2 separate regions of the Macaca mulatta genome follow, and region 2 is linked to region 1. A link is a contact called in public Hi-C data. All regions are on one chromosome and are shown on one strand. Each heading gives the region's core, a stretch centred on a gene start, on an enhancer-like site or on the middle of the called end of the contact. The rest is flanking DNA. Distances are from core to core; before and after follow the strand shown.

Region 1 (2,700 bases), core at 90-2,589:
CACTTGAGCTTTCCAAGGCCTTTATATTACATTTTTATTCTGCTCAGGAGCCTCACCATCAACTACATATTTATTTATAAAGTGGCAGCTGACTTTCAACTCCCCTTAAAATTGCCAGTTTCTTCTTGACTCTAGCAAATGTATTAAATTCTCCCTTCAGGTAGTCATATTTGCTCCTAATCCATCTGAATATGGAATTTCTTTTGCAGTTAACCCCAAACTCATAGAAAATGTATTTAGAAAAGTTTTGCACAATAATTACATGCAATGTTTCTTGAGTTGTTTGCCTATCAATGTTATCCATATCAGACTGTAGGGACACGAGATAAGGTCTGCATCTTTCAAAGCAGTCTGTACAACACCTACCTGCTATGTCACTTCACAAAGCTAAGATGATTCGTTAAATGAAACTATTATTTAATGGAAAGCTTAAGCAGAAATGTTCATTTTAAAAATAGTTCTACAGTTTAACTTTTAAACATCTACGGCCTTTTTTATTTCCACAGACAACTGACATATTTTGGTTTCTCACTACTCTATTAATTGTTAAAGAATGGCTAGAATTTAAAGTGCAAGTTGAGGGTAGATAAAGGATATACACTTTCACATCCCATCATCAGATTATTCGAAAATTGGCAATGTCAGTTCCAGGAATTCTGAAATACAACTGAATCTTCACATAACCAAACAGTTTCAGGATCAAAAGAAGAGAACCGCGTACCTTTCTGATTTGGGGGTTCCCTTTTCTGCAATTGGTTTAGACTAGTTTCACTACCAAAGGATCTTTTGATTAGGAAAATTCAATTAATCACCATCGATATACGGAAACAATACCAGGGAAAGGCAATCCTTTACTTAAAAGAGAGAAAAGGAGGCTTTGGATATCACCTTTTCATAAAATTCAGCAACTAAATTAAGCTTTGCACTCAGTATCTGCCGGCAGCCTCAGACCTTTTTTTTCTACCTAATAATAAAAGCAAGTCTTATTCAATTTAGTCCCTTCTCGAGCACCGTCTCGACCTGTCAGAATTTGGCAGTTAAAAAAAATTTTTTTAAAAGAAGTAAGGGAAACACTAGGATTCCCGTACACATTGCTTCTTTTTCCGAAATCACATCACTGAGTCTTGAGCTTCCTTCACTCCAAACTAAGCCCTCAGATTCCAAATATAGTTCTTTAACCCCCGCCTCGCCACTCAATTACACATAAACCTTGCCAACTACAGAACCACAGCAGAAACCCCTACAAATCGGCTTGGCGTTCATCTTGGAAGTCATGCCCTGCAGCAACTGCCGATCGCCGAAGTGACGGATATTAACCACATTCAGCGCAACGGAATCAGACATGCAGAGCACACACGGCTTTCGCGAGGGAGGGAAACGCGACCCGGGAAAAGTGCGCTCCTCACCAGCCTCGGGACGCTCCACCGGGGTGGGGGTTCCCAGAAAGGAGGGGGAGAGGAGCCCGAGTAGGGGAATCCTGCCCTCTCAAGTAAAAAGAGCTGGATCCCCCGGCCGCAAGCTGCAGCCCGTCCTCGCTAAGGAAACGACGAGGCAGAGGGCCCTTTGCTCGGTAAGGCAGAAGGCAGACACTTTCTGAGGTCCGGATCAAGCCGATCCCCCATCCCCCGAAGGAGGCGAAGGGTGCCCCATGGGTGGCTGAGGGGATGCCCGGCCCGCGAGGGACAACCCGAGGAGAAGCAGTTTCATCTGATTAACACCTGAGTCGCGTCCGGGCAAGCACAGCTACTGGCGTGGGGCCGCCCGGGTTGGGGGAAGGGAAAGGGAGGAAGGGGGTGGAGATGGGATTCCCCCCTCTCTCAGAAGAGCACTAACGGAGGATGCGTCCGGGCCAGCCGAGAGCGGCATGCTTCAGACTGCGGAGCCGGGATCCCGCCGCCTGCACCGACAGCAAGGATCCCGCAGCGCCCTCCGCACCGGCCCCTCGGTCCCCGGGGGCCCAGGACTTTGTTTCCGAAGGCGCTGGGGCCTGACATCCCACGGGGTCGACCACGGCTCCGGCGGGCTGGGGAAAGGGACCCGCGGGAACACCCCCAATCTCTGGCGGTTCTCAGCGGTTGTAAAATGCACCCCCGCGGTTCCCTTCTTCAGCCTTCCCTCCTCCCGAGGCCGCAGAGAAGGGCCACCACAGGCGAAAAGCCTAAGGCAAGTCAGGGACTGCAGCCTCATAGGTCCCGCACCTCCTCCCCCGGTTACCTGTAAGGACTCCGACACGGATTTGATGGTCGTGGTTAGTAAGGATCATTCCCTCGGTCGCCATGTTTCCCAGCGCAGTCACCGCACTGACAGGAGCCGGGAGAAATTGGAGCCCGGAGCGCGCGGGCCGGGAGCGCGCTCGCCGCGGAGAGCGCGAGAGCTAGGGAGCCAGGGAAGCGCGAGGAGAGCGGGGAAGGAGTGGGAGGCCGTAGAGTGCTCGGTGGCCTGCGTGGGGGAGAGGCCGCGCCGGGAGTGCACGGGTCCGCGGGAGGGGGCGGAGTCAGGGCGCGCGACCCCAAGCCCGGCAGGAAGGAGGCGAGCTGGAGGGGTCGGTGGCCGCACGGGGAGAGCGCGCGGAGGCGGCGGAACGAGGCTGGAGAGGCTCGGGCCGCTCTGCGGAGCGCGAGACCCAAGGCAGCTAGATGGCAGGACTGAGAGGAAAGGAGAGCACACGCTCTGGAGGTTGCGGGGGCGGACTCGGGGACA
Region 2 (2,700 bases), core at 41-2,540, 910 kb before region 1:
ATTTCCTTATCTTAGGTTTTCTGTTATGCTTAGCATAGTTAACCTAACATATGCTTAACACAGTTCTATTCTCATTGTCGCCAACATAAAACAAACTGATAGTAACAGTAATAAACTCAAGTCTCATTTAGTTTTGATTCAAAGGGTGACTCATTCAATTATCAGATGAAAAACTACTCGGACCCCGCTCTTTCCAACACGGTGCCCGTCCCACACGTTTCTCAGGTAAGAGTCCAGTTTGGTTTCCACTGAGAAGCAGGGGGAAATTTCGGTAGAACTGTTGGGGCGGAAGAAAAGATGGAATTCTCAGACCTGGAAAAAGCAAACTGCTCAGCGTCCTGAGCTGGGGGTAAGAGTTAGGGTGTCACGACGTTCTCCCGAGGCCGCCCCATCGTCAAGGCATTCTCACTTTCGGCATATTGTAGAGGCTGTACAATCCACTCGGCCCACTTTCCTTTACGAGATTCCTCTGCTGGAACAACGACGCCTCTGGAACACAGGATGACCTACACGGAGCCGGCGACGAGGCCCACGACAGCGCGGGTGGCGGCGGTGCTGTCCAGCCACTTCCCGCGCAGGGACGGGAAAGGGAGGTGTTAGCCCGGGGCCTACCCGCTCTCGAACACCCATGTCACTGGACACAAACCAAAGTGAGTTCTTGGAGAAACCGAGCTTGGGATTAGTCACCTGAGGTATGTGTGTGATTCCCGCAGTGGAGACCACAGCCGCCTTCTTTAATCAGAGAGACCAGACTTGCTTCTCCCTCACCGGCCGCCGATCCTCCTCAGCGTGCGCTTCGGTCACCCGACTGCGCATGCGGAACCTCCTCGTATTGCGCAAGCGTTGAACGAATAGAGACCCCTCTTCATCATTAACCATAGAGTCTGGGTCCTCCGAGAACAAGGACGAATGTAGATCATGGAAGGACCCGAAAAGTACGGTTTCTCGCTATCTTAGCTTTAGCTAAGTAACATTCAAGGCGCGAGAAAGACATAGGACTCTGATTCCTTGCCCCTGAAGAATGTATCCTCGTTCACAGTTTCAGCTAACCATGAGATGGCGCTGTGACCAGAGACGACAGGTGGAGAGAAACAAGGCGTGCACGCTTCGCTCCTAGTCTTTGGCCTGGCACGTGCCGCGTATTGCGCAGCCTCAGGGAAGCTGGATGGGGAGGGGTTGGGAGGCGAACCGGAATTGAGGGATGGTTCCGCGGTGCGCGCGCCTAGACATCCGGGCAACGCCTCTGTTCTGTCCTCCCCCTTCCTCCTCTTGACAACCGGAAGCGGAAGTGAAAATGGGTGTCCCTGCTGCTTCTTAGCAACGAGAGGGGGTCAAGTGACACAACCAGCTGACTCCTGTAGAGGAAGTCACTGTGGAGGCCAGTTCTGGAGCTGTTGTAGCCTCGGTTGCCCGGCCGGGGACCCGAGCCGAACAGTTATCGTCAGAATGTCGGGCAAAGACCGAATTGAAATCTTTCCCTCGAGAATGTAAGTAAAGGAATGGGATGAGCCGCTTTCACAGGGTTAGGAACCCAGAGCGCGATCCCTTCAGACCCTGGGCCACAGTGAGGGTCCTTGTTTCTTGAGCTTTTCCCAGGCTCTTTTCTTGAGTCTAGGGCGAAGCTTCGTGACGGCCTCTTCGCACATTCCTCCTGAGTGAATCAGGCTGGATGAAGCGATCCCAGCGGGTAGGAAAAGGCGCCCGGCCGGCGGGCTTTTGTGGAGGCCCGCTGTCTTTATTCATTAATGGATTCATCCATTCCACATACCCTTACTGAGCCGGGCACTGGATTTATATAACTGAACCGTCGCCACCTCTGCCCTCACAGAGCTCACAGTTTATGTAGCCAGACATTCGTCTGGAAAGGCCAAGGAGGTTTTAATAAATGCTCTGAGAAGGGACGTTTACTGAGGATATAGAAGAGGTCCCTAAGCCAAAGTGGGGATGGAATCGAATCGCCTTAGCATAGTCCTCGGATTCGATCTTGGATCCCCTTACTCATTTTCCAAGATCCCACCAAATGTCACCGGCTGTGAGAGGATATCCCTGTGTTTCTGAGGCACAGCTTTTGCTCTCTCACCGCTGCACCTTGTTAAGACCTGTGTTAATACCAGTCATCACATTGTAAAGTAGATATTTGTTTATGTGTCTTTCTCTCCCACTAGACTGTGGGCTCTCTCCAGGAGGAAAGAATGTCTTAACAATCCATAGAAGGTCCACAAAAAAATATTTCTTGAAAGAACTCATGCTTGGGAATACGCTCAGTTGTGGGCTACCTTTCTTTTGGGGCCTGAATTCTTTGTCAGGAAAGTGGCATATCACTGTAGGTTTTTGGCTAGTTTGTAAAGAAAATTTTGACGTTTTCTCAAATGTGCCCAACAACTCGCTCCCTTTCTCCTCCTCATCCTGTTTATTTTTATTTATTTAGTTTGTTGTTTGTTTTAATAAGAGACAGGGTCTCGCTCTGTCTCCCAGGCTGAAGTGCAGTGGTGTGATCATAGCTCACTGCAGCCTCAAACTCCTGGGCTCAAGCGATCCTCCCGCCTCAGCCTCCCTGGCGGCTGGGATTATAGGTGGGAGCCACCGCGCCTGGCTTTCCCTTTTTCTTTACAGTGAGGAAGCAGAAAATCAGTTTTAACCCTGACATTTAGATCCTTTTATTGTGGTCCTATCTCTGTGGGGGTGTTTTGTTGTTTTTCC

Evidence for each region. A called contact is a pair of places that touch in the nucleus more often than the background predicts.
Region 2: a contact with region 1 is called in a Hi-C map of fetal cortex germinal zone, with 2.8 times the contacts expected there. The contact joins the promoter of ATP6V1D here to the promoter of LOC144330299 in region 1. A contact is called at or near these places in 2 of 14 Hi-C or Micro-C datasets (fetal cortex germinal zone and fetal cortical plate).

Annotation. Positions count from the first base shown.
Region 1 is chr7:139,614,183-139,616,882 of T2T-MMU8v2.0, reverse strand. LOC144330299 reads left to right here and starts at 1,339. Exons shown (of 5, transcript XR_013396345.1): 1 at 1,339-1,570. GPHN (gephyrin) reads right to left here and starts at 2,369. Exons shown (of 22, transcript NM_001257815.1): 1 at 2,215-2,369. The coding sequence starts at 2,278.
Region 2 is chr7:140,524,491-140,527,190 of T2T-MMU8v2.0, reverse strand. ATP6V1D (ATPase H+ transporting V1 subunit D) reads left to right here and starts at 1,290. Exons shown (of 9, transcript NM_001195715.1): 1 at 1,290-1,487. The coding sequence starts at 1,447. It overlaps EIF2S1 (eukaryotic translation initiation factor 2 subunit alpha), which reads right to left and starts at 782. Exons shown (of 8, transcript NM_001257466.1): 1 at 688-782.